Regions from separate parts of the Mus musculus genome. Here all the other regions are linked to region 1. The links are chromatin contacts, called in public ChIA-PET, Hi-C, HiChIP or PLAC-seq and promoter capture Hi-C maps. All regions are on one chromosome and are shown on one strand. The core of a region is the stretch at or near the end of the contact, and the rest is flanking DNA. Distances in the headings are between cores, read along the strand shown. Region 1 holds the start of Ext1 (exostosin glycosyltransferase 1). Region 2 overlaps Ext1 (exostosin glycosyltransferase 1). Region 3 overlaps Samd12 (sterile alpha motif domain containing 12). Region 4 overlaps Samd12 (sterile alpha motif domain containing 12). Region 5 overlaps Ext1 (exostosin glycosyltransferase 1). Region 6 overlaps Samd12 (sterile alpha motif domain containing 12). Region 7 overlaps Samd12 (sterile alpha motif domain containing 12).

Region 1 (3,718 bases), core at 420-2,919:
ATAAGGCATTCCTGGTGTCTGACCCTATCCCTGTCAGGTACCGCTTCCCCTTGAATACCAGCATGTACTTCCTGAGAGGAGGGATGGTGTTAAATTTCAAAAACCCCCTCTCCCCTCCTGTCCTGGGATGATCCTTAGAAAAGAGGGGAATAGAAACATCAAAGTTTGGTCGGAAGTTTTCAGTACTGATGCTGGCTTTGGCCAGCATCGCCTGGCCGATGTCAAACCCCACGTCCTCAGTGTAGTCAGGCCAAGTGCCAGAATATAAATTAAAAATTAAATGATTCCTACCATTGTTCCACAAGTGGAGACTCTGCACTTTGGATCTCAAATTGTGCACATACTGAGGTGATAACTGGTCTCTGTCTAAAGTATCCAGACTCAAGACAAAGAGGCACGCCTGGCTGGGGTCCGAGGTGTAGAACCTGGAGCCCTCGATGGCCGCTAGAATGTTTTGGTAACTTTCGGCGATTTTCTCCCCTTTCTGCTGCGGGTACACGTAGACTTTGAAGCCGTTTTTCTTGCAAAGGGTGAAATCGAAGCAGGACTCCATGCGGCACTTCTTGCCTTTGTAGATGCTCGAGTTGGCGTCTCGCTTCTGCCGGGGGGAAATGTGCACGCTGGAATCCTCGTTTTCCAATTGATCCCAAGGAAAGAAAGGGCGCAGAGCGTCCGGGAAGCGGGGCCAGAAATGATCCGGACTGGGCTGGTGCAAGCCATTCCGACCACTGTGCTCTTCTCTCCGGCTGTGGCTCCTCGATGCCCTAAACTGCACGCCTCCAAAATAAAACAAAAGGGCGAGACAAGAGCCAGCTGAGAGCAGGATGAAATAGCGTTTTTTGGCCTGCATGTGTCCTGCCTGGGTCAAGAGGATTGTAAATAAACACAAGAATCACCCAAGTTTCCCAATCAACACTTTCAGCTCCAGTCCGCCATCTTCCCGCCTGTAAAGACTTCAAACTCTCCGCTCCCACCTTCTCTGGATGCCTTTCCCCAAGCCGTGGACTGATCCAGCGCATGTGGGCGATTTCTTTAACTTTCTCCCCTTCGGTCTTTCATCTTTGGGCTGCACAATGCACGGGAGAGAGCCGGGCAGAAGATCTCGCACCCAGGGCGGGCGAACAGCGGACTGTAATTTTCTTGCATGCAACAAGACGGAGGAAAAGAAAGAGAGCAGGGAAGAAAAAGCTCCCGATACCCAATCAATGGCAAGACGAAGTGACTGCCTCTCCGCTCGGATTCCTCTCGGCGGCGTGGAGAACGAGCCCGGGGAAAGCAACTTCAACTCATCCACACTCCGGTGCAGAGCACTACGGTTCCAACAAGTCAATCCGCCCCGGCTTCAGCCGGCTAGTGCATCTTGCAGCTGGGGCGCCGTAACCTCACAAATCCCTGCATGTCTCTTTATTCCCTTCTGCAGCGGCTCCCACACTCCGCCGGTGTTTACTCCTGCGCTCACGGGGCCGGCTCCCCGGGCGCGCGGCGGCCCGGCCGGCGGCACGAGGCGGCGCGGGGCGGCGGCGGCGGCGCGTCCTCCCCGCGGGCAGTGCCGGCCCCGAGCGGTGCTTCGCAGGCCCCGCGCTATCACTGCCGACCGCCGCGTTCGGTCGCCGAATGTTACCCGGTTCTGAATGTTACACTTACACATTCCATTCCCGACACGACAGCGCTGACCTCATCCATCCACGCAGCCCGCGCTGCCATTGGCCGGGCGTCACGTCCGGGTGGGGCGGGGCTTCCGCTGCGCCCATTCATAACCCCCGGCGGCCGGCAGAGGCGCCGGCGCGGCGCGGCGCGGCGCGGGCGCGGGGACCCAGGAGCGCACGGGCGGCGGGCGGAGCGCTAGCCGGCCGGGCGTCGCCCACCGCCGGCCTTCTGCACGCCGGGCCGGGAATGCAACCCGGACCAGACGGGCCCCAGAGGCGCGGGAGGAAGTGTGGGGACGTGGCCAGCAGCCCGCTGCTCGGGATGCCCCGGGTCTCCACGAGCCGGGAACGCCTCCCCGCCGGGAGGCTGAGAGGACCGGTTCCTGGAGAAGGATGCCTTGAAAATGGAGAAGCGAGGGGAAGGGGGGTGGGGACTTCATGGAAAGCGAGCGCAGGTCGGGATGTCTCTCCCCCCACACTTGGACCCGCTGAGGACCAATTTTTTGGTGGGTCTTGTTTTTAACGTTTAAGTGGTCTTTCTAATTCCCCTATGTAATCCACCTATTTTTCTGTCTTCCTCGCCGAGACACCCTAATCCTCAACAATAAGGAGGAATTGTCACAGTCCGATGGATCTGTGGCTGAGTGTGAGAAGACACCTCCTAAAGCCATCTGATCTGCGTGCCCTCTCTTCCATTCCCGAATCCCTCCCACCTGTTCTATTCACTGATATTGGGCCGGGAGGGATCTAATGGCTGAAAAGAAAGCCATTTCATTTTGCCCCCATCGGTGTTGTTATTCTTCCTGAGGTGGTATTTTTAAGATGTCACCTGGCCCTAGCTGTAGAAGGGAACCTTTGAAGCAAAAAAAAAAAAAAAAAAAAAAATGTATTTACAATAAATGTGCCACGGTTCCTTCAATTGACCTTCCTTCTGTCGACTCCCCTGCCCCAAGCCCCTGTCATTCTGAGTGAACTTAATTGGATGATTCTGAAAGGAACCTCCAGGACCTCCAAGCTGTGCTAGACTCCCAAGCATTACCTGGCCTCACAGCCTGAATTCTGGCTTAGAACACTTACCCACCCTAGCCTCAGAGCCTGGCCAAGCTGGACAAGCAGTTGCCTAGGGCAGCAAGCTGTTTAGTGATTGTTTATTGTGGGAGTGAGTGAGCTGGGAGCAGACACATCCCTACCTCCCTCGGGCTACTGAAAACCCCAGCCGGTTGTGTACCCATGGTATGGTTATAATAAGGCAGAGTGGAAAGTTTTCAACCTTTGTTGTTTCAGATTTGTTTGAATAAAGAAGGGAAGAGATATTGGGTGGGATATTTTGGTACATTCTGAAACCTCTGCCCATTTTGAACCTGCCAAAGATGAAGTAGGTTTTCATGATTTACTTTGTCCCCACCACAGGATTTAGAGAGGCCTGAAACAAGAGTAAGGGTTCAGTCATTTTCCGAGCAGGATGAAAACGGTTCAGGTAAAGGTAGAGATTAGAGCCACAAGTGACCCCAGGTCTCAGGGGGATTGCAATGAACAGTCTTCAAGACAGAGCTCTTTGTGTTGAGATCTGGCTGTCAAACAACCTGCACCCTGTAGAAGATAGGACTCTTCTTATCCTGCATTGGCAAAGTCTCTTGCTTTTCTTGTCTAACTGTGGTTCCCTCAGCTCACAGCACATCTTTGCATTCAGTTCATTAGTGGTTGATGTTGTAGGAGAAAAATGGTACTGAAAGTGAGGGGAAACACGTTCAGCCCGTGTTTCTGCAATTGAACCTTAGGAATAATGATCTCGGCTTACTCTCAGCTTCTCATTGATGAAGTGATGTTTTAGAGTAATGTTTTTTGTTTTTGTTTTTTTAATCAGCCAGTCTCAGTTTGTAATGTAATCCATTAACACTCCTACCCTATTTTTTCACTAGATCTACTCACCTATTATATCTTTATTTAATATTTATTTAATGTGTAGCGATGTTTTGCCTGGATATATGTACGTGCACCACCTATAAGCCTGATACTCATGGAAGTCAGAGCAGGATGTCAGATCTGGAACTGGAGTTGTGAATGGGTGGGGA
Region 2 (3,718 bases), core at 747-3,246, 240 kb before region 1:
GCAAGCATCCCTACCTGACTTGAAGATTTTCAAGTCTCGCCTTAGAATGCTAATACCCCATTTCTATTCTAGTACATAGGTTTGGCTGACCTTACTTCCATGGGGATGAATGGCCTTGCTGCAGAAAGCTTTCACAACAACAACAACAACAAAAATCTGAGCATAAAAACCTTGAGTATACACCATTTTGTCAATGGAAGTGCCTCAGATACATCTCATCATGGTTCCCCCCAATGTCATGAGCCAGTGGGGAACAGGATGGGGTCCATCTGTCTAGGTAGAGCTTTGTGGACTTAACTGTTGTAACATCTAGCTCTCCTTTTTCTATAAGCATCTAACTCAAAACCTTGTTCCCTCCAGTGTGTAGTGCAAACTGCAGTTGTACTAGTTTCCCGTCTGCACTAGGATGTCAACAGGCTGAAGACGAAATGTAGTCGCCAAGGAAGTCTTTATTCAACCCAGAGAGCAATTTGCTCCCTATGGCACCCATGAAGCTTCCAGAATGCTAGTGAGTAGTGAAGGTACGCTTTTCAGAGCGCACAAAGCACCGGAAGTGCTCTGCCAGAGACAGGAGCTCTTCAGCCTGAGGAAAGGGTAGGACTTACGGTTCAAATGACAGGATGAAGGCGCTATGAAACACCCCTCAAATACACAGATTCAGACAAATTGTAAATTATTGCAGGAAGGAAAGAAGAAAGGAAGGAAGGAAAGAAGGAAGGAAGGTAGGTAGGTAGGTAGAGGGCATATTTCTCTTGCCATTCAAGAAGACAGGCTGCAAACCAAAAAATCCCAAAGCTGGGTGTGCTCCTGACATTGGCTGACAGGAAAAAAGGAGAGACCCCCATCTCCAAACTCAAGAGCCAATGTTAGCAATGGGATCTGCCCATCTGCCCTCTGTCTGCAAACATGTTCCTGATGAATCCAGTCTTCCCGGTGGTGAGACCGCTTACTAACTGCTCTCATGTCCAAAATCAGGGAGTCAATCTTGCTCCCAATTCTGGCTCTTCAAAACCATTTCAGATTTTCTTGGGAAGTGTTTTTAGTTCCTTAGCAAAAGCTGGGCTTATTTTTTTTTTTTTTTTTTTTGACTCTAGACAAGTATGAAAAGCTTGAAACCAGTTTGGCTCCAATCTTCAACCTGCTGCGGTAAATTTTCATAGTCTCTTACCTGCAAAGCCTCCAGGAATCTGAAGGACCCAAGCCTGCGACCACGAGGAACCAGACAGAAAGTGGCATTGTGCAGCATTTCCCGATAATCATATCTAGAACAATAAGAGGTCTGATCAGCAAGTGCAAATCCAGGAGGAAAAACGGATGATGGAGGTTCAGAGCAGAGCATCAATTTACCTTAACAATTTACCCCAAATAACTAAGCCTTGAGGAAGGGCTACTCTCACCTTCCCATTTAGTGGGGCAAGAGCTTGTTGCATGGGAAAGACAAACAGGAACAATCATGCTGTATGAAGCAATAAGGATCTCTTTTGCAAACAGTTTACAAAGGGACAGGTCTAGCCGGGTGTGGTGGCGCACGCCTTTAATCCCAGCACTCGGGAGGCAGAGGCAGGCGGATTTCTGAGTTCGAGGCCAGCCTGGTCTACAAAGTGAGCTCCAGGACAGCCAGGGCTATACAGAGAAACCCTGTCCCGAAAAACCAAAAAAAAAAAAAAAAAAAAACCCCAAAACAAGACAAAACAAAAAAACCCAAAACAAAACAAAAACAAAGGGACAGGTCTAATGGTTCTCATAACCATTTGTCTTGCCTAGTCTCTGCTTCCTAAATCAGGTGGGGGAGGGGTGCACAGAAAGTCTCATTACACACCCTTGGCTGGCCTAGAACTTGGTATGCAGAGCAGGATGGACTCAAACTTACAGAGATCCACTCACTTCTGCCTCTGTTGATCTGTAGCTGGTTGCAGGCATGCATGCACTAGCCAGATTCCCTCCTCCCCCCCGCTTGACGAAACAGTTTGCTGCCATAGACTAAGAAGCATTCCTGATACATCTGCTTCTCCCTTAATGCCACACCACTCAGCAACACGAAATGTTCTTCTTGTTCTCTGTTCCCCACACCATGCTATTAAAAGATACTTCGGAAACCTCCACCTTAAGCGCAAGCCAACATTTGTTTTCTCTTCGAACTGGAGTTTCTACATTTAACCAAGAACATTTAGTGATTCCAGAAAAATAGTGCTGTGTATAAGTATGGCTGCTTTGACTTTTGGGGAAAGACTCGGGGCTGGGGGCCAGGAGGAATAGGGCATGGGAGGCCAAGGATGGGGAGCAGAAGAAAGCCTTTGTGAAGAATGAGGCAGAGGCAGAACAAAGAAAAAAATTACCAGGGGGAACTGCAAACTGGGATAGAGCATGGTGATTATTCTTTTTACTCAAATGCCATTTAATGGTATTACACTGTTTTGGGGGGAGGGGGGACTCCAGAAAAATTATAACATGACTATCACCTGTCTCTTATTGTCAGTGAGACTCAGGACCAAAAAAAGCATTTAATTATTTGAGGCTCCCCCTGTAAAAGTTATTAATACCAAATACATTCCTAAGCACGCACTTTCGACTTAACTAAGAGTCTAAGAGAACTCGGGAAGCTAGAGATGCCTCATGTCCTGTAAAGGCTCTGAGTTGCACAGCCAAGATGAAATCGCTCTCATTTCTCAAGCACTTCCAATGTAGCGCAGACAGGTGTGACTCTGACAGTAGCATATGTCACCGGCATTTTCTAACTCTAATAGTCTAATTTAACCATAGCCTGGAGGCACTGGATTCTTCCCTCTACTTTTTTTGGGATATTGATACATACATTCATATTTTTAAAGTCCACATCTATTTTTATATTCTCATATAAACTAGGCATATGGGAGTAAGCCAATTTTCAATTATAAACCCGTCATTAAGAAGAGACATCATGCAAAGGACCATTTGCTTAAACAAGCATGTACAACTAATTTGCACAAGAAAAGGTCACTGTGAATAGATTAAGATTATCTCCATTGAGAGCAAAATAAAAAGCCCTTGCTGCATTAATTAAGCTGCAAAATAGACTTCAAAGTGGAAAGGATTTTTAAGAAGGATCAAATTCAGCTAAATAAAAATATTAAATTACGACTGTAATGACTTCTCTCGCTTTCTCTCTCTCTCTCTCTTTTTTACCAAACACAGAAAAATAATTGACAAATATGTTCAAGTTCAAATGTTGATAATGTCTGAATTTTACCTAATAGGTAGAAAAGAGGGGGGAATATACCGACACAAATTGATGAGCGAAAGTTAAACTGATTTTTTTTTTAATATAGAAAGGTCGAATATACTTCAGACTCCTGCAAGGTTTAAGATACTGAGAATAGAAACCCCGGAGGGACCAGAAGAGTCCTACATCCTCATCATTAAGCTGCTAAAAATGTAAAATCTTATTAGTGTCTTGGATTGTAACAAGTTTCAAAGTTTCCACTTGCAGAATTTACTTTCTAGAGTGTGTGGAGGGAGAAGAAGGGCAGAAAAGCTCCCGGGAGAAAGTCAAGTGACAGTTACACAGGGGGTGTCGACTTTAAGTGCCTGTACAGAAGCATTAGTTGCTGATGTAGCACAGGATTGAAGCTTGAAGTCATTCATATAATGAGATGAGGGAAGCACCCTGAACCTGTTAGGTCCTGCTCGGAGGCCATGAGCTTAACACGGGTGCTTTTCAGGGCATCTGTTTCCTCACCTG
Region 3 (3,718 bases), core at 526-3,025, 220 kb after region 1:
TCTTTTTTTATAGTAATTTTTCCAATGACATGTGGTTCCTCACTGTCTTTGTTTACAAACGTGTGGTCATAGAGCTCTGTTTTAGTTCCGTGTCATCCTGGAGCTTGTCTTGCCTTACTCCCTTCTTCACTGGCCTCATGATTTTCATAAGCAGCTTAACTGGAACACTGGCTTAAGTTTATAATTCAGTTTAATTGTATACAGGCCCCAACACCATCAACTCCTTAAATCTTTTCTTATGGGTGACAGAGTCCCACTGTGTTCTAGAGGTGTTGACAAATAAAGGGACATCACTTTACGTATATGCTCTTCTCCCCTGGTCCCCAATTAGGCCAGCATTTCTCAACTTTGCTAATGCTGCAACACCTCCCCCCCCCCTTTTAAATGTTTTGATTTCTTCTTATTTTTTCTTTTTTTTATTGGATATTTTCTTCATTTACATTTCAAATGCTATCCCAAAAGTCCCCTATAACCTTCCCCCGGCCCTGCTCCCCTACCCACTCACTCCCACTTCTTGGCCCTGGCTTTCCCCTGTACTGGGGCATATAAAGTTTGCTAGACCAAGGGTCTTCTCTTCCCAATGATGGCCAACTAGGCCATCTTCTGCTACATATGCAGCTAGAGACACGAGCTCTGGGGGGTACTGGTTAGTTCATATTGTTGTTCCACCTATAGGGTTGCAGACCCCTTCAGCTCTTGGGTACATTCTCTAGCTCCTATATTGGGGGCCCTGCGTTCCATCCTATAGATGACTGTGATGCTGCAACCCCTTAATACAATTCCTCACATTTTGGTGATTCACCCCAACCCTAAAATTAATTTTGTTGCTACTTAATAACTGTAGTGTTGCTGCTATAATAATGAGTAATGTAAACATTTGATATGAAGAATAACTGATATGGGATGTTCTGAGAGTTGGGGTGTACTCCCTGAGAACTCCTGTGTTAGGCTAGCACACCACACTGCCCACTCTTCATCACTTCTTCCTTTTTTTCAATCCTCTTTCTTTTAAAAATTAATTCATTTATTGATATTATTTATTGGTGTTTTGCCTGCATGTATATCTGCAGGAGGATGTCAGATCCCCTGGAACTGGAAGTTACAGGCAGTTTTAAGCTGCCATGTGGGTGCTGAGAATTGAATCGAGGGCCTCTGGAAGAGCACCTATGTTCTTCACCACTCTACAGGCCCTGTTCAGTACTGTTACAGTGCTATTCTTTGGCTGTCCAGAAGAAGAGAGTGCCATCCTGGTCTATAGGCAAGTCAGGTCTAATGAATGTGTGTGAGAAAAATAGCAGAAGTGCTTGGATCAGCTCCTAAATAGCCTAGGATACTCAGGTTTTCCCATCCTGTTTATACCCACCGTTTAGTGAATAGGTTTTTTTTTTTTCTTTTAGGGAGAAAAACAGGAAGTGGAAAAAGAAAGACATGCAAAGTCACTTATTAATCACAGTCTCCAGGGAATGGAATAGAGAATTCCCCTTCTGGCTTAGTTATTCGTTGGTATCTTTAATGAAACTAAATCATGAGAGTTTCCAGCTGCTAGCAGATGTTTCAGAGGTCTGGTTTCTGAGTGTCTCCTGTGAGGAAATATTTACTAACACCCTTGAGCTTCTCTATGGCCATCCATCGCAATTTACTCCCCAGGAAAAAAAAATCTTTTTTTTTTTTTTTAAATTTAGCATTGGAGAAAGATGCTTGGAGGACCCAGATCTGTGCAAACTGTCCTGTGTTTTTCTCTCTTGAAAAGACAAAGGCAAAGCTCTGGGGCTGGTATCGGGTCCACAGTGAGTCACTGACACGTGGCTGACAACTTGTTAGGCACTTAGCAATTGGACACAAGCAAGCTCCTGCTTTACCTGGCAAAAGAAAGTATCTGAGTGCCTTCTCATCGGAGTGCTGAAAATGGATTTATACACTGGGTGGAAAAAAAAGGCTACAGGATGATACTATAGACTTCCGTGGCTTAGGATAAATGACAGCATGCCAGAAGCAAGGGCTTTGGACAAATCTAGCAAAACATATTTTGGAATCCTTGGATCAAAATCTGCTGTGTTTAGGTGTGGAGATATAGGTCAGGAGCAGAGTGACTGCTTAGTATGTACAAGGCCCTGGGTTTGATCCTGGATAACACACACACACACACACACACACACACACACACACACACACACACACACACACATTGAGAAAGAGAGAGACAGAGAGACAGAACAAAACCCATGTTCACCCTCACGGTAGCTCCCAGGGCACCATACCTCCTCAGCCAGACTAAGTTTCGTCTTCACTCTGTTAACAAAAAAAAAAAAAAAAAAAACCCAAACAACAACAACAACAACAACAACAACAACAACAACAACAAAAACCAAGCAAATCCAAAACAAAACACATCAAAAACCCAAACTCCACAAACTTTGCAAATGATCTCCTGATTTCCTTTATTCATGATGTGCGGGAAGCTTAGCCACACATTCATCAGTAGCCCCAAGACCTCACAGGGACCAAAAGCAGAATCTGTATGAATGTTCTCAAGTACTGAACAGATTTTCCTTGAGTTGCTTCATTATACATCCGAGGTGCTGACGTTTACAGCAGGGAGATATCTTAGACAGGCCAACTGACGAGTAAGTACGAGGGCTGTGGGTTTTTTACACAGTCAGCTTGGGTGATTTGAGTTAACTCTAAGAAATGTTATCTTAGGGCCCCCAATGGAGGAGCTAGAGAAAGTACCCAAGGAGCTAAAGGGATCTGCAACCCTATAGGTGTAACAACAATATGAACTAACCAGTACCCCGGAGCTCTTGATTCTAGCTGCATATGTATCAGAAGATGGCCTAGTTGGCCATCAGTGGAAAGAGAGGCCCTTTGGTCTTGCAAACTTTATATGCCTCAGTACAGGGGAACGCCAGGGCCAAGAAGTGGGAGTGGGTGGGTAGGGGAGTGGGAGTGGGAGGGTCTGGGGGACTTTTGATATAGCATTTCAAATGTAAATGAAGAAAATACCTAATTAAAAATAATTATTCAAAAAAAAAGAAATGTTATCTTGATGTTTACCTTCTGGTGGGTCAGAAAACGTCTGCTTCTCACGCCAATCACAGCAAAGCATTGGCAATAATCAATACTTATGATCAAAGGTTAATGTGTAAAATTGAAAACAAAAAGCAGGAAAACCATCTTATATTTAGTTTTAAGAACTTTCCTTGTTACCTATTCTCAGGAAAATTACAACCTTATTTAGGATTGTACTGGCTAGTAGGGGTTTTTGTTTTGTTTTGTTTTTGTTTTTTTTAATCTTTTACATTTTTTATTTTTTATAACTGGTGAAAATTGGAGCCAGTTGTATGCTGCTCAAGGGAGCTGAAGCTATGAACTGCCAAATATTCTCAACATACCGTCAGTTCATGGGTCTCAATGTGATGTCCTCTCCCCAGGGCTAAAAGCCTGTTCTTCCAACCTCATTATCCTGCACATGCGTGCTATTGGAAAATTCAGGTTCTTGTGGCTGGATTAAAAACTGAAGAGAAGAAAGGGGCGTGGCGTATGTGGGAAACATGCTCCCTGCCAAGTCTTCCAGCCCAGCCTGCCCTATGGGACCATTACCACACACAACGTAGGCACTGAGGACGTAGCTCCAAAGTAGTAAGAAGTCTACACTAGAATACTTAGCACAACTCACTCAGCTTAAGATATCTGGCCACTGATGTGAGTTAGCTTTGCT
Region 4 (3,718 bases), core at 499-2,998, 200 kb after region 1:
GGAGGGATGAAAGAAAGGACTAAAACTATTTTTTTAAAGTCATCTAAGTGGATCAGCTTTTGTGTAAGTCATTTCACTGAACTTTAAGGAGAAGTTCTGTGATGAGATAACTGATCAAGGTAGCTGCTTAGGCAATTGTCTTGAGAGATGTTTATCTCTCACTGAGAGTTTATCTGTCACTCAGAGTAAAGGAGACCAGCTGGTCTTTGGATGAATCTTGAGAGATCAAATGATGGATGTTTTCAAACAGGTTGTTAGTGTATAGCCTTGAAGGAATGGAGTAGGCTTGTCCAAATCAGCAAACATTCAGGGCTCCTACTCTTTGCAACCAGCCGTGATAGGCAATGTAGACAACCCAGATGCATGACTGAGAAAACCTGCTCTCGTTAATTTGTTCTACAGAAACAGCATCATAAAAATGAATCATAAAATGCATCATAAAAAAGGTAGGGGCAGCTGACTTTCAAAATTTACAAAAAAGGAGAAAAAACAAAACAACAACAACAAAAAACAAGGACTAGATCCATGATCCCCAACAGTTTTGTGCCCAACATTGTGGTAGCATTTTACACGAGCTATTTAGTTTCCTCAACAACCAACAATCCACTTAGTGCTTATGGAATTACAGGATGATGCTTCACTTAATAAACTTTCCCCATTGTACAGAACACGTATTCTATTTCTTGGATTACATTTGAGGAAGTGATTTGCAAATCATTAAGTCAGCCTCTTTTTAAGGGCATTACATGGCATAAAGCTATGGTCCCCTTGGAAGTAGCAGGGTAGTTATAGAAAAATGCAAAGGAAAATAAAATAAGAAAAGTTAGCTACTAGTGACACAAGCAAAAACGCAAATAGTTAAGTGATGACTCATGGCATGTAACACTGGAAGTTTTCTGGAAATGATGCTTTCTAAGGGGAGACAGAAAAGTACACAAGAATGAATACATGTTCTGTCTGCATTCCTAATGATGATGCTGTTTGGTACATTATGAGAGATCATAAAATTACTATAAGAAATAGCTTAAATAATAAATGCCTGAGCATCTATTACTAGCTTAGCAAACTGAAAATTCAACAGGAGCATGGCCCCTCACGATGCTACTCCTAAATGGAAATAAGATTTGGAACAGTGTTAGTTTTTGACAGTTACATATGTACTTCAAAAAATAGGAACACACTTTCATTGATAAACTTTAGTACATTTCAATAAAATTGAATGATAAAATGCATATGTGTTTTGTGGTTGGCTTTTGGCTTATGCCTTTGGTCATGTGATACAGTCATTTTTTTTTTTTTTTGTCTAGTTGCATTGGAAGATATTTTATAAAGACATCACAGTTGATGTACAAATAAAAAAAGTTAATTGGGTAATTTCCAATTTTCTACTATTAAAATAAAAGCTACCACAAATGTTCTTATGCCTATGTTCTGGTATGCAAATTATTCTCTAGCTCATATTTCTCTAGGCTGAAACCTCTATAAGTTGGATGAGTCGATGTGGGGAAATCCTGATTCTATTTCTAATTTTAAAGAGATTTTTAATCATTCTTCATCAAGTATGACTTCATCTTTCACCTTTCTTTGTATCAAGTTTATTCTGTTGCTATGATAAAACATCTAGCCAAAACCAACAAGGAGACAGAAGGGTTTGTTTGAGTTACATTTCCAAATCACAGTCCATCACTATGGGAGGCCATGGCACAAAATCAAGTATTTCAGTTAGAGTTACTACTGTTGTGATGAAACAACTTGACCGATGCAACTTGGGGAGGAAAAGGTTTAGTTGGCTTAAGTTTCCACACTGCTCATCACTGAAGAAAGTCTGGACAAGAACTCAACCAAGGCATGAAACAGGAGGAAGAAACTAACGCTGAGGTCATGGAGCAGTGCTGCTTCCTGACTCGCTCCTCTTTTGGAACCCAGGATCAACAGCAGTTTAGGCATAGCACCACTGATAATGGGCTGGGCCTTCTCCTTTCAGTTAGTAACTAACAAAATGCCCTATATGCTTCCCTATGGGTAGATCTTAGGGAAGCATTTTCTCAACCGAGGTTCCCTCCTCTCAGATGAGTATAGGTAGTATCAAGTTGACAAAAAACCTATCCAACCCATTGAGGCAGGAAGCTGGAGGCTAGAACCATGGAAATGTTGCTTACTGGTTGGCTCTCTGGCCCATGTTCTGTTAGCTTTCTTATACAGCCCAGCTCCCTTGCCTAGGGATGGTGCCGCCCACATTAGGCTGGTTCCTCCTTCATCCATAATCAATCAAGACAAGCTCTCACAGACATGCCTGCAGGTCAATCTGACGGAAGAAATACTTCAGTTGAAGTTCTCTCTTCTTAAGTGACTCATCTAACCAGGACACCAGATTGCTATATTAAGAGAATTCCATTCCATTCCATTATTAAGAATTAACTTTTTCGAGACAGGGTTAAGAAGTCTTAAAATAAGGAATATTTGTAGAATTTTACTGAATGAGTGTTTGGTATCTATGGAGATGATATGTTTTTCCTTTTATGACGTTGTACAGTGACTTGTATTAGTTTCTTAATTCTGAACTTACTTTGTCTCCAGGGTTCACTCTAAATCTACAATGTCTAATTTTAAAATTTTCTTTTGGTGATGGTATATGTTTTTCATTAAAAACATTTCTTTCTTCATGTGTGCATCTGCACATATTTGTGTGGCTGTAGGCTCCCCTGGCCCAGGATGTGGTCCTATTCGTGAGAGCTGGAGTCACGAGCATGTCTGATACTTGGCTTGCTATATAGGTGCTGGGCACACACAGCAGCCCCCACAGCTGCACAGCAAGCCCTATGTGGTGAGTTATCTCTCCAGCATCAATTTGATTTTATTATACTATGTCAAATTTTGGACCCAAGATTGATACTGCTTTTATAGAATTAATTTGGGAATATCCTTTTGTCTTTTCTTGTCTAAGAGAACTGATATATTTTTGACATGAATAACTGGAAGAACTTTCATATACAACCATTCAGTTTAGTACTTTCCAGTGGGGAATAGTTTATCAACAGTTTTCTTTCTTCAATTCTTATGGGCTCATTTGGGTTTCCTTGATTTTCTTAAATTAGTTTTGATGATCTGTATATGGTTGTGTATTGTTTGTTCATCTAAAATTTCAAATTATTTGCATGGAGTAGTTTAAACAACTGCTTTTAAAATCTGATAACTTCTCATTCATATATAACTATAGACACTTTTATATCTTTTGTGTTATTTGTAAATTTCATCTCTTTTTGACATTTAGCCAATATGTTATTGTAACTGATCAACTTTTTGCCTTTTCTACTTTTGTGTACTTTTTAAATAAATGTTTATTATTCCCACTTATTACTTGTGAGATTAATATGCTGTTACTTTATAAAAGTGTCCACAGATGAGCAATTCATATATTTTTAAACATAAACATTAAAGGGTATAAATGTCTCCTTAAATATTACTTTAGCTTTATGTTTTATGCATTTTGTTAAATAGAATTTATACATAGTCAGTTCAGTCCCATTTTCATAAATATGAGGGTTTTTTGCACCCTAAGAATATTATGTTTTTATATGTTTGTAATTGTTTTCATAATGAATTTGTTTGTATTTTGCATGATATAATTGATTCTTTAAAATTTGGTGAACTTGCTTCATATTCTAGAATATGATAAATTTGCATATACTTTTTGTCTTCTTCAAAATGACATCTACTC
Region 5 (3,718 bases), core at 590-3,089, 150 kb before region 1:
TGGCCATGAGCTGGTTACCTAGGTCTCACATGCCTACTAGCAAGGTATCTTGTGCCATGGCCCCAGCAGGTACGCCTAAAATCTCACTGTGAAATATGCCTTCACTTCGATTGTCTGCCCCTTGGCAATTACTCCATTGCCTATACAAGAGTCATTTCCATTCTGAGAAACTCTCCACATCACTTCTTAATGAACAGACAGGACACTGAAAGGGTGTAGAGCTTTGTCTGTGTTTGGGCCCCATATCTACCCTTGACTTTAAAAAGTAGGGGCAAAATATCTATCACCCCAGGGGCAGGGAGGACACCATTGTAGAACTCAATGTTTTTCTTCTATTCCCAAGCAGTGTTGATTTGGTATTGTATTCTTACTTGAACAAGAAAAAATGAGGGGGGAAAAAAATCACTAAATAACAGCTTTGCCCACTACCAACACACTGTGTAAATAAGACTGCTGAGAAATGACATACACTGTGTATTTTAAGGCAAAAAAAAAAAAAATCATTGCATGGCTTTTAAATTGGAAACACTCCGACCATGGCTGAAATGCTTACTAAGGAAGAATGCACACATTAAAAAGAACAGGCAGTTTTTATGACTGGCACCACTTCTATTTGTAAGCTTATTCTCTAAATTCAAAGTGCAAAAATTACCATTGACTCTTTATACCAACAATGAACATCACCATAACCTTGTCATAACTTTCTGGAAACCAATGTGGGCCGAGTTGCTATCAAAGAGACGATCTCATTCATTATCCTCACATAACAGGGAAACTGAGTCTGACCGAGGCTGAGAACTAAGCAAGTTGCAAGGCCAGGCACTGGTATCAGAACTCTTACCCCTGTGTTCTGCATTTCCTCCATCAGATTATCACACCACACAGTCTGGCTCCTCAATCTTGGCATTCCAAAGGAGACCCCAGTAACTTCCCCAGCTCATTCTGCTTACATGGACTTCATGTGCTCTCTGGATAACCATATGGCAGAAGAGCTCAAGTTTAATGAGTCAGAAGGGCTGTCCGTCTGTCCGTCCATCTGCCCTTCCTTCGCCTCCTCCTTCCTACCTATCTACCTACCTACACAACTCTGGATGTCCTGGAAGTTATTACACAATGTAGACCAGTAAGAAGTCCAGAGTGGCCTTGAACTCATAAACATCTGCCTGTCTCTGCCTCCCAAGTGCTGGAAGCAAAAACCTGAGCCACCACTTACCCAGCTAAGCGGGTTCTTCCTATTACTAATCAAAAAGTTCTGTATCTAACTTATATGCTGGACTACAAATCTACATATGCAGAATATTTGAAAGTTGTCAATGTGCAAAATTTCTACATTAACAATGAGGAAATAACCTACAAAAATATGTTGGGGTCTAGAAAGTATCTTTTAAATCTAGACGCACCAGTGAAATAGCTGACTGTATGACTCGGTTCCCCATTTGGCATTAAAATCCAAGTGATGATTTCTCGTTTTCTTCCCTTTTCTTTTTATTTTATGCTACTGTTCTAGGAGATGCTATACAAGGCAGGAAAATACTTAGGCATGGTAAAGTCCCGCTTGATACCTTGAGATGCTTAATCCCATTTCCCTTTGTGCCTGTTCCGGAAGCCTGTGGCAGAAAAGGAAGGCACAGGCAGGCCTGGGCCTGCAGAGACTCAACCTGCAGATGAGCAATCTACAGGAGTCAGCATGTAGCTTAAAGACAGCGAGAAAGCCACAAAAGAGTCAGCAACAAATAGAGCCAACTCTTGGCATTGAAATCAGGAGCTGGCTGGAGGACTGTTTTAGCAAAGGACAGACATTGCCTCAGGAGTGGGAGGGCCACCACCTTCTTAATTATTAACTTCTCCTGTGCAGTCTTCAGCATCAATGCTGACTGCCACCTGGCACCGTGCTGCGGGATTTCCCACCATCCTCTTTGGGGGAAATAAAAACTTATATTGGAGAGTGAAACAGAACTGACTCCTGGCTCTGAAAGCCCGTACTTCCTTGTTCCCCGCTTGCTTCATCAGCATTTCATAGAGGAAAAACATGGATGACTTTCAGGCTGGTCAAAGTCACTGATGGGGTGGCTTTCTGAGATGGGTCTGAGCCACCTTAGCTAGGAATCATTACAAAATTCCTCAGGAGCCTGAGACCCAGACCTGTTTTGTCTTGTTAAATGGGGCCATAGCGTGCTATCAGTTCTACCTAAGACTGAAGAAAAGGAAAGGAGCAGTCGTGACAGAAATGTAGAATCTATATCCGTGAAGAAGCCAGGACCATGGGGATGGATGCTTGCACCCCAGTTACAATGGAAGGGTAGCCTCTAGTTCCAATCACGGCCTAAAGTCTGCTCAGGGCTTATACACTTGACCTTCATCCAGAGTCACCTTGCTTTTAAAAAAAAATTAATCTCTGTTGATATAATATTTATATGAAAAAACATAAACTACATCCTATAAATTTTAGGAATCAACTAGATCACTTCTATTTAAGATGAATCGTTCAATCTCTTAAGAGCTAGGACAGCAAATCTGCACTGGAAAAATACCAGTCGTCACTAAGTTTTGGAGCTTTCTCAAAGCTAATGGTCCTTTCACCCCAAACAGTTCCACAACACTTAAGACAGTCTTAATACTGAGAATGACCTTATGGTGATCCACGTGAGAGCCAAAAGTCACCCAACTTGTGTCTCAATCATTAGCTTGATTCTCATTTCTGCCTACTCTAGGGAAAACATTCAAACCAAATGATAAACATACAGGGTAGTGATGGCTTTCCGTCCTCAGGGGCTCAAAGTCTAATGGGGTATACAAGATAAGCAACCCCATGGCAGACTATAAGTAATTGTACCTGAGAAATTAGCTTCACGTAGTACTTGAAAGGTAGAGATTATCTTAGCTTCCCCTTGGAGATCGGCCAGAGGCCCTATGACCCAGCTCCCAGGCCTTCTTTCCATCAGCAAAAGCAAAATCCAGGGCTCCATTCCTGCCCCCAATCATAGTTGAGTGAATATCCAGCACCCTTCCCCTGTAACCAGTCTTCCAGGTTTTACAATGTGGAGAGGTATGCAATTTATTTATAACTAAATTTCTTCCAAAAGAGATTTAAAGTAGCTTACTTAAGCACTCATAGATCCAGGGCAATTTTTAAGAGAAACCTAAATATGTATATGGCTAGAGAAGGATAGACTGGCTTAGGAAAAGGTTGAACATGCCAGAAAGCACTGTCTTTTTATTGCATTTCTTTATGTATCTTTTTATTGTGGGATGTGTATATATGTATGTATGTGTACGGTGTGGATGTGGATATGGTATGTTCTTGTGTGTGGTATGAACGTGTGTTTGTGATATAAATTTATGTGCTCACCAAAGCACATTGCACTTGTGAAGATAAAGGGGCAATTGGTGGGCACTGGTTCTCTCCTTCCACCATGTGAGTCTCAGAGATCAAATCCAGGTCCCCAGGCTTACAGACATTTGCCTTTATCCTCAGAGCATCTTACCAGCCCAGAAGACTCCATATCTGAATAAAGACTTTATTATTATGCCATCCTCAGTGAAGTAGGAGAAAACACAATTAAGTCTGAATGTTCTTGTCTTATAAGGAAAGAGCAATAGCCATTTGGGGAAGGGTATCTCTGGTTACATCTACATGACAAAGAACAAAGTCAACCAATGTCCTTGTTGTTACTCAAATAGCAGCCTTAAAGTGCTACACTTAGGAGAATGGATGCTT
Region 6 (3,718 bases), core at 319-2,818, 150 kb after region 1:
GGGGGCACATTGAGTACCTGGAGCTAAAGACATCACAAAAATGCGACATTTTATAACCTCTAAGGTTCAGTAAGAGATGGTGGGTTAGAACTCAAAGGGTTCTTGACTCAGAAGGTTGATTTGAAAAGTCTGTGATTTGAGTAGCCAGAGTTGTCCTGCCTGGATATGCAGGTAGACTTGTTGGAGATAGCTTTCTGTAAAGGAATATCTCTCGTTCTCAAAATGAGCCTCAATTCAGGATGCCATGAGGGAGGGAGAAAAGCTGAGTTTCTGAGATCAATATGGCTATATCTTTTACCTGTCTCAAGTTCTTTGATGTGATATAAAAGCAATAATGTGCCCGGGAATGAACTCATAAACAGTTATTCGTTTTATAGCATAATAAAAGTGCGGCAAGATTGAGTTGGGAGTTAGGCAAAGAATTGGGCTGCGATAAGAAGATCTGGTTTTTCTTGCCAATTTGCTCATGTGTCATCTTTTATAAATCATCACGTGGCTCTTGACCCCAGATTTTCCATAAGTGCTACATACACAGGACAGCAGCATGCTAAACTGCTAACAGTGACAATAGAAGTGTACAGGGAAGGGTTCCTATGTGCCAGCCTCGTGTTCTTTTTTTTTTTTTTTTCAGGCAGGCTCTCAACAATGTGGTCCAGGCTGTGATCTTCTGGGCCTTAATCTCTTAAGTGCTGGGATCACAGGCCTGCACTACCATGTCCAGCCAGGCTCTGCTTTGAACTTTGGATATGTTATTGAACAAAAAAGGAGCAAAAGAACTTTTAGGTCTAGAGAGCTCTCATTCTGTGAGATGATACAATCTTAAATAAGAAAATTTTAATGTATGTAGTAAATAGGTCCTTTTGAATGGAGCTGTGTTAAGAAAAGATACATAAAGAGCTAAGGTAAACTCAGGGTATGATTAATGGTTGGGATGTGTTGGTGGCAGGCTATGGAGAAACTGTGTTTCACTCCGTCACAATAGCTTCTCTTCTTCACCCAGGAACCAACACTCAGATTACACAGTGATGGTAATGATTTAAGAAAGGAAGAGGGCACAGGAAGTGCAGGGAACTTTCAAAGGGGCTACTATTATCTTCATTTTCTAACTCCAAGTATCAAGACAAAAAGAAAAAAAAAGAGAGAAACAACGTTAAGAATGTCTAATAATGGGTGGTGTGAGGACAAAGCATAATATTCCACCATCACAAAGAAAACTGGGGCTAGGATGCTAGTCACATGGTTTGTTTAAAGATATTGCTAGTTATAAGCATAGCGGCAATGCTTGATGTAACAGCAGTATCTCTCAGGATTACTGCAGACAGACATTTTGCTATCTAAAATTTTAGTTTCAGGATTAAAAAGAAAAGAGAAGAGAAGAAACTAAACAAACCCAAAACAGATGGAATTTATAAAAATTTGAAGCCAAGCCTTTTAATTTTATAGCACTTAAGGAAACTTCAGAGGGTAGCTCCCTGGATAATGAGGCAAGCAAGCCGCTCTGAGTATCAACACTTAAAGGTCTGACTTTTCTATTTCATGTCAGAAACAGGCTTGTGGCAGAGGTGTGAGTTTCAGTGCACCACTGGCAAAACTGCTGAGCTCTGTGGGAAACGCTCGGGTTCTTTGATGTTGTTGATTGTTGAGCAAACAGCCTTTCTGGCACTAAAACCATCTTGGGTTTCTATCTGTTTCCATCAATCTTTAGTCAATGGCATTATCATTGCTCACCTACTACAGCTATTTCTCAACTGAGAATTCAACAGAGGGCAGAGGGTGGGAGACAATACTTAGTGAAATGACCAAAATATAGTGATGCATTCCTGCTGCTTGCCTTATGCTTATGTAGGTCATAAGACCACTCATAAAAGATGTTTTATTATTAGAAAATAGTAAAAGTAGTTTGGGCTCGTCTTTTTCCTTTATTAAATGCTACACATCCTGAATCCAAATAACGTAACCTTCTGTCCCTTTCTTCTTTTCTTGTCCCTCCTTTCTTCCTTTTATCCCTTTCTTCTTTCAGCAAATGTTGAGTGTGCACGTGTAAGGTGCTTTACTAGACGGACACAATTATAAAAACAAAAAACAAAACAAAACAAAACAAAACAAAACAAAACAAAACAAAACAAAACAAAACAAAAGACCTCACAGTTCCCTGGAGAACATCCTTCCCCTGAATATGAGGATTGGTTTTCTGGTACCTCAAGAAAGTCACTGTGTGTTAAGTTTATAGAGAATGAGTTCCGATGCTATTGGACAAGCCTTGCTGTTAGTACTTCTGGAGGCTGCTGGTGCGAGGAAAGGTTCCAGGAGCGATCTGCAAGGGAGTGGGCTTTGTGCCATACTGGGGGCATCGAGATCATTAAGTTCACTAACTGCTTGCAGGGGAATAGGGTTAATGGGCCAGAACCTTTCTAGAGCTCAGTGTTTAGGAGTTCAACCAAGTCTCTAAAACAGCATGTTAAGTGATTTGAGGCAGTTTATTTCAATTCAGCAAAACTTTATGAAGAGCCTCCTGAAGAGCAGCTGGGCCTAGGTGCGTAAGATAAGGTTAGAGCACTCCCTGTGTTCCAGGAGCCTACAGCCCAGGGACAGAAACAGACACAGGCATAGGCCAAGTGCAGTGGTGGATCTTGAGCTCTCTAAAATAAAGGTACTGTATGAGTTCTTGGAATGGGATGAAGTCCTCAGAAGGGCAACAACTTATGAAAGAAATGAAATGGCTCAAAGCAAAGGGAGTCTGCGGAATGGCCTCAACTGTTTCTTCAGATGCTCCCAATCTGCTCTCTAGATTCATAGCTGGCCTCCCCCTCAACTTTCTATATGACAGATTCATGTATATGAAGGTGGGAGACTACAGGGCTATATACACTGACCACTTATTGTGTCAGGGGCTGTCTTAACATGTTGGTCCATGATAACTATTTTATATTTATCACCCTATTTAATTCTTAAGCCATTTCTATATAAGTCACTATTGTCTCTATTCAATTTCCTGAGGAAGTTGAGGAATGAGGAGCCAGCCAATTTTCTAGTAAGAATTGTAGCAGTAACTCACAAAATCATCATAATAAAGCCTGTTTATTGAGAGACTTTGTTATTATTGCTACTTTGATGGGCAGAGTATTATCCCAGAACAAGTTATTTATCCTTAGGCATATTAAAGCTTCATGCTGAATATCTTTCAGCAATGGAAATTATGAGAGAATATGGACAAGTAATCACAGTGAAATTTCTAAACATAAAAATCACCAGAGAGATTCTATTTTTGTTACAGAGTCAAGAAAATCCTCCTTGCAGATATTAGCACCCACAAACAACTAGAAGGGCAAATACATCTAGTGGTGTCCAACAGTGGCCAACACATCTAGAGATGTCCAAAAGTGGCAAACACAACCTGGACATAACCAATAGCTATCTATATGGACTCAATAGGAGTGAACTCATGTTTGTTATTGTAGACTCATCTCACTACCCATGGCTGGTGATATCATGGGCTCTAGAAGAGAACCCTCTACTGTTCCTTCATCAAATCCATATCAATTATAACTGACTTCTAAATATTTATACTTAAACCCACAGACAAATGTAGTGCTCATCCCTCAGGAAAGAAGGGTTTTTTAATTTTCTATTTGTTTGTTTGCTTGTTTCTTTCTTTCTAGCTTTTAATTAATTAATTAATTGGCAGTAGAGACCATTACAGAAAAATGACAACTGGTCA
Region 7 (3,718 bases), core at 427-2,926, 130 kb after region 1:
CCATCCTTTGCACTGGACAGAGAGGTAAGTGTCTCAAGTCAGTGCACTCTGACAGCCATGCTAAAAGCCTACCGAACCTTCCATAGAAAACTCAGTCCAGTGGTAGTAGCAACAATGAATCAAAGAGAGAGCACAGGGATATATTTTGAAGTTCAATCCCAGTCTCTGTTGCAACTCCCTTCTACAACATCAGCCAGCTGGCCGGGAACATCCTGGGGATTGCTTCCTAGTTTATCTCCTGGCTTCTCTACCCGGGCTTCTGTAACCCAGCTTACAACTTGCTTCCTGCTTGCCAACTGTCTGAGCAAACTCAGGTTTTCTTTTTTTCCCTGCTTGCGGTTTTTTTCTGTCATTCACTCCTCTATTCTTCTCCGCCTGTTTGCACTATTTCACTTTACTTAATGTCAAGAGTTCCCTGTTGGCCAATCCAACATGGCCTTTTACAGAAAAGCACCCTTACCTAAGATTTCTCTTCTTTAGAGAAGGAATGATTAAAAAAACTTTTTTTTTCTCCAGTGCCTGAAGCTTTTTCAAGAGAAAGAGAGAAGCACCCTTCTATGGGAGTCTCCAAGGCTGCTTAGTGATTCGCCTTTCAATGTGTAGTCTCAACAGGGCCTAGAAGAGCCTCTCCAGGGAACAGTGCTATGCAAGCTAAAAGCAAACAAACAGAGGTGACAGCCAATGATGAACATCAGCGCACACTCTTAAAGCCGAGGGTAACCATAGCGAGTGCTTCTTAACTTTCAATCTGTGATGAACCACAGGCTGTCATATTGCTGATCATGGAATTCTACAAGCTCTCTAGGATGATACCAGTGTCACGAAGACATGGACCACTCAGTGTTACTAATACATGGACCACACTCTAGCAAGGTCTGAGGGCTCCCAACCTCCTACCGTAGCACTCACTGGCAGCTTGAGCTTTGTGTGTGTGTGTGTGTGTGTGTGTGTGTGTGTGTGTGTGTGTGTGTGTATGTGTGTGTATGTGTGTGTGTGTGTGTGTGTGCATGTGTATGTGTGTGTGCGTGTGCGTGACTGAAGTGTTCTAACTGTTGGAATACAGTAGCCATTAGCTGTATGTGTTCACTGAGCACAGTGAAGTGTGAAGAGTACATTGTGTATGTGTGTGTGTATGTGTGTGTGTTAGTGATGGTGGTGGTGTGTATAGTATACCTGATCGTATGAGTGTATGCAGATGCATATATCCCTGCACTTGTGTGGAGGTTACATGAGGATGTCTGGTATCCTACTCTATTACTTTCCATTTTATTTCTTTAAGCCAGCAAGTCTCTGACTGAACCTAGCTCACTGGCTAGACTGTCTGTCTGTCCAGGTAGCCTCAGAGATCTGCCTGGCTCCACATTCTGTAGCATTAGTGGTTAGAGGTAGGTCAGTGCCCTGCCTGGCTTTTTATGGTGATACTTGGGATTTGAACTCAGGTTCTCACATTTGAAGCAAGTGCTCTTAACGCTCCATGCCGTCTGTCTCTCCAGCCTATGGAAACTTCTAGCTTTAATTTTTACTTCATTTATACTTGCAGGTCCACATGTAAATAAAAGTACTTGCTACTGCAGTGTAGAGGAGAAAATGAAGACAGAGATTGAGCAAGCTGGCTTCAGAAACGAAAGTGATGCAGCAAGGGGAGCACCCTCTGCTGTCACTCACATAGTAGCTTTCTTCTTGTGACACCCGCCTCCTTCCTGTTCTCTTCAGTGTGGCCTGAAGCTTCCCCTCTGCACGTTCCCAGAATCCCTATATATACAAAATGGTAATTAAGGACAACTTTATAAACATGCTGAAGTGTAGAAGATTTACTCAAACCCCTTGGACTCAGCAAAACCAAACAAGAAACCTTAGGGGAAATAGAACCTTTGTTATGAGCTGTTCCAGCTTGGAGTCTCTCTGTCAGGATTCTGAAGCCAGGATCCAAAGTTACAGTGCAGTGGCCTTTGATTTGGGACCTGGACACAATGGGCAGATGTAAGTAGCGAAGGCAGACCAGAATGGGGAAAATAAAAAGGCACTCCGCTCAAACTGAGCCCAAGCTTCCCTCTCCCCCCATGACAACTCAGTGTGGGTGAGGAAAGGGCTGGGCTTGGTTTGTCTAAACTGGAATCAGCAGGTTATAGTCTGTGTTACAGTTAATGAGATTTGGAGATCTTCCCTGGACTATAGTGAGTATTAATTTCCATTGAGGAAAAAGTTATGAGGCTTCGATGTCTTAATGATAACAGATCATTTCTCTGTGTGGGCAGAGCTACAAAGTGTGTTGCTATGAAACTGGGTGGATTGGGCACTTTCTTTTGTGTACACTGTTTCCCCTCAAAGAATCCACTTGGCATGAAGTACAAACCTACTTGGGGACTTTTGTGATTAATTGCTTGAACTGGCTGGTGGCCATCGGCAGGATCTTGCAATTTACCAGTTTCCACGCAGAATTATGAAGCTGAAGCTTTAATGGGATTTCAGGTAATAGAGCCCAGATGTCCAAAAGTATGACTTTTGAAATTTCACTGATTTGCGAGGCTGCAGGGTTTAAACCTTATTTATTTCTCGCTTAGATGTCTCCTTGCCATCTTTACATAATCTTGGACCAGTCAAATGCAAAGGCCTTCACCTTGACGTTCTACATCCAGAGAAGCTACTCCCATGCACACACCTGCAGCCAGCAGTTCAGAGATTCAAGCTCCCTGACTTGTGGTCCAGGCAATTGGGACCAGCTTTCTGCTAAGGATAGGCAGCGAGCGGCCCTTGTCCCATCTTACCATGCAGTGTTTAACTTCCAATGTGTTTTCACACATTTAATTGCATTTCAGCCTGTCAGGGCCCAAAGGAAATGAGGTGGTGGTGGGGAACTACTATTATCATCTCTGTTTGGATGAGGGAATCAGGGAACACAGATGAGAAGGGATAATAGCAGCTCACATTTGTGGCACACTGTCATGCGAAAATGGGGTTCACATGGGTCCTTTGAAGCCTCCCCATAGCTTGGTGGTTGATATGATAATCTGCTCTATTTCAAAATGGGAGAACTCTTGCCCAGAGAAGCTGGGGTGCATTAGTACTACCTGATGGAGCCTGTATGGAGTGGGCAGTGGTATTCTGGAGATGGGTACGTACTGCATTTCTTCCACAGGAATGTGGTCACCATTGCAGACGACCTGGTGTATTTGTGTGTGTATTTCTGTGTGGGTGTGAGTGTGTGTGTACATGAGTGTAAATCCTACAAAAGCCCCAGAAGGGCATTGGAGTCCTTAGAGCTGGTGTGACAAGTGGTTGTGATCCAGCTCGTGTTGGTGCTGAACACTGAACTGGAAGACGAGTGTGGGCTTAGTGGCTGACCCACCTTTGTGGCTCCAGGATAGCACTCTTTGGTCCAAGATGGGGTCTTACTCTATACTATAGCTCTGACTGGCCTGGAACTCATTATGTGAACAGGCTGGCCTTAACTCCCAAAGGCCAACCTGATTCTTCCTTCTCAGTGCTGTGAATAAGCACATATGGTACATGTACTTGTTAAGCCTAAGTATAATTTCCTAATGGGAAGCTGCCTGGACCATCTTCCTGTTCTGCTCAAAGCAGAGCATCTTACTATAGAGGTGAACACCTGGTCAAAATGCAAAGAATAAAATACTCTGGGGAGCGCATCTCAAGTTGGTGCATCTACAATAGAACTTGTATGCCTAAGGCTCAGGGAACACCACTGAAGAGTGGGGCA

Evidence for each region. Promoter capture Hi-C pulls out the DNA fragments that hold promoters and counts their contacts. HiChIP or PLAC-seq counts read pairs in DNA pulled down with a chosen protein or histone mark. A called contact is a pair of places that touch in the nucleus more often than the background predicts. ChIA-PET counts read pairs in DNA pulled down with a chosen protein or histone mark.
Region 2: a contact with region 1 is called in a promoter capture Hi-C map of hippocampal neurons, with 7 times the contacts expected there. The contact joins the enhancer-like site here to the promoter of Ext1 in region 1. A contact is called at or near these places in 17 of 39 promoter capture datasets (the 3T3-L1 cell line, 3T3-L1-derived adipocytes, the C10 cell line and 10 more), 3 of 15 datasets of contacts at CTCF or cohesin (the NIH/3T3 cell line and large pre-B cells), 28 of 484 Hi-C or Micro-C datasets (the AML12 cell line, the C2C12 cell line, CD4 T cells and 16 more), 39 of 115 datasets of contacts at active chromatin or transcription factors (the 3134 cell line, the NIH/3T3 cell line, the SCID.adh cell line and 32 more) and 3 of 9 other capture datasets (adipose tissue, liver and pancreatic islet).
Region 3: a contact with region 1 is called in an SMC1A HiChIP or PLAC-seq map of the NIH/3T3 cell line, with 4 times the contacts expected there. The contact joins the enhancer-like site here to the promoter of Ext1 in region 1. A contact is called at or near these places in 5 of 39 promoter capture datasets (the 3T3-L1 cell line, the C10 cell line and macrophages), 2 of 15 datasets of contacts at CTCF or cohesin (the NIH/3T3 cell line and large pre-B cells), 2 of 484 Hi-C or Micro-C datasets (the AML12 cell line and conventional dendritic cells), 5 of 115 datasets of contacts at active chromatin or transcription factors (bone marrow-derived macrophages, embryonic limb bud, embryonic stem cells and 1 more) and 1 of 9 other capture datasets (macrophages).
Region 4: a Hi-C map of adipose-derived mesenchymal stem cells shows a contact between it and region 1, with 5 times the contacts expected there. The contact joins the enhancer-like site here to the promoter of Ext1 in region 1. A contact is called at or near these places in 4 of 39 promoter capture datasets (the 3T3-L1 cell line, 3T3-L1-derived adipocytes, the C10 cell line and 1 more), 2 of 15 datasets of contacts at CTCF or cohesin (the NIH/3T3 cell line and large pre-B cells), 12 of 484 Hi-C or Micro-C datasets (the AML12 cell line, adipose-derived mesenchymal stem cells, bone marrow-derived dendritic cells and 5 more), 6 of 115 datasets of contacts at active chromatin or transcription factors (bone marrow-derived macrophages, embryonic fibroblasts, embryonic limb bud and 2 more) and 1 of 9 other capture datasets (macrophages).
Region 5: a contact with region 1 is called in a promoter capture Hi-C map of liver, with 5 times the contacts expected there. The contact joins the enhancer-like site here to the promoter of Ext1 in region 1. A contact is called at or near these places in 16 of 39 promoter capture datasets (the C10 cell line, the HPC-7 cell line, embryonic stem cells and 10 more), 6 of 15 datasets of contacts at CTCF or cohesin (CD8 T cells, the G1E-ER4 cell line, the NIH/3T3 cell line and 3 more), 51 of 484 Hi-C or Micro-C datasets (the C10 cell line, CD4 T cells, CD8 T cells and 20 more), 35 of 115 datasets of contacts at active chromatin or transcription factors (the SCID.adh cell line, bone marrow-derived macrophages, craniofacial prominence and 23 more) and 6 of 9 other capture datasets (adipose tissue, embryonic stem cells, embryonic tail and 3 more).
Region 6: a contact with region 1 is called in an RNA polymerase II ChIA-PET map of memory CD8 T cells, with 7 read pairs. The contact joins the enhancer-like site here to the promoter of Ext1 in region 1. A contact is called at or near these places in 3 of 39 promoter capture datasets (3T3-L1-derived adipocytes, macrophages and pre-B cells), 2 of 484 Hi-C or Micro-C datasets (the C2C12 cell line and cortical neurons) and 3 of 115 datasets of contacts at active chromatin or transcription factors (embryonic stem cells, large pre-B cells and memory CD8 T cells).
Region 7: an H3K27ac HiChIP or PLAC-seq map of bone marrow-derived dendritic cells shows a contact between it and region 1, with 2.5 times the contacts expected there. The contact joins the enhancer-like site here to the promoter of Ext1 in region 1. A contact is called at or near these places in 4 of 39 promoter capture datasets (the 3T3-L1 cell line, 3T3-L1-derived adipocytes, macrophages and 1 more), 6 of 484 Hi-C or Micro-C datasets (B cells, the C2C12 cell line, beige adipocytes and 3 more), 1 of 115 datasets of contacts at active chromatin or transcription factors (bone marrow-derived dendritic cells) and 1 of 9 other capture datasets (adipose tissue).

The regions. Positions count from the first base shown.
Region 1 is chr15:53,344,514-53,348,231 of GRCm38.p6, forward strand. Ext1 (exostosin glycosyltransferase 1) reads right to left here and starts at 1,670. Exons shown (of 11, transcript NM_010162.2): 1 at 1-1,670. The coding sequence starts at 850.
Region 2 is chr15:53,106,310-53,110,027 of GRCm38.p6, forward strand. It overlaps Ext1 (exostosin glycosyltransferase 1), which reads right to left. Exons shown (of 11, transcript NM_010162.2): 2 at 1,169-1,262. Among named protein-coding and RNA genes, the nearest start is that of Gm41323, 170 kb to the left of the region's middle. Within about 2 kb of position 1,997, at least 16 of the 459 cell types and tissues checked have an H3K27ac peak or open chromatin away from gene starts, as enhancers often do. A contact at or near this core is called in cerebral cortex, cortical neurons, forebrain and 1 more, where this site is marked.
Region 3 is chr15:53,561,711-53,565,428 of GRCm38.p6, forward strand. All of the region lies in intron 4 of Samd12 (sterile alpha motif domain containing 12), which reads right to left. Among named protein-coding and RNA genes, the nearest start is that of Gm23200, 50 kb to the right of the region's middle. Within about 2 kb of position 1,776, at least 32 of the 459 cell types and tissues checked have an H3K27ac peak or open chromatin away from gene starts, as enhancers often do. A contact at or near this core is called in the NIH/3T3 cell line, where this site is marked.
Region 4 is chr15:53,541,368-53,545,085 of GRCm38.p6, forward strand. All of the region lies in intron 4 of Samd12 (sterile alpha motif domain containing 12), which reads right to left. Among named protein-coding and RNA genes, the nearest start is that of Gm23200, 70 kb to the right of the region's middle. Within about 2 kb of position 1,749, at least 22 of the 459 cell types and tissues checked have an H3K27ac peak or open chromatin away from gene starts, as enhancers often do. A contact at or near this core is called in the NIH/3T3 cell line, adipose-derived mesenchymal stem cells and embryonic fibroblasts, where this site is marked.
Region 5 is chr15:53,194,577-53,198,294 of GRCm38.p6, forward strand. The region is part of intron 1 of Ext1 (exostosin glycosyltransferase 1); the gene reads right to left. Among named protein-coding and RNA genes, the nearest start is that of Ext1, 150 kb to the right of the region's middle. Within about 2 kb of position 1,840, at least 32 of the 459 cell types and tissues checked have an H3K27ac peak or open chromatin away from gene starts, as enhancers often do. A contact at or near this core is called in embryonic stem cells, hepatocytes, intestinal crypt epithelium and 4 more, where this site is marked.
Region 6 is chr15:53,490,668-53,494,385 of GRCm38.p6, forward strand. The region is part of intron 4 of Samd12 (sterile alpha motif domain containing 12); the gene reads right to left. Among named protein-coding and RNA genes, the nearest start is that of Gm23200, 120 kb to the right of the region's middle. Within about 2 kb of position 1,569, at least 13 of the 459 cell types and tissues checked have an H3K27ac peak or open chromatin away from gene starts, as enhancers often do. A contact at or near this core is called in memory CD8 T cells, where this site is marked.
Region 7 is chr15:53,472,660-53,476,377 of GRCm38.p6, forward strand. All of the region lies in intron 4 of Samd12 (sterile alpha motif domain containing 12), which reads right to left. Among named protein-coding and RNA genes, the nearest start is that of Ext1, 130 kb to the left of the region's middle. Within about 2 kb of position 1,677, at least 24 of the 459 cell types and tissues checked have an H3K27ac peak or open chromatin away from gene starts, as enhancers often do. A contact at or near this core is called in adipose tissue, bone marrow-derived dendritic cells and macrophages, where this site is marked.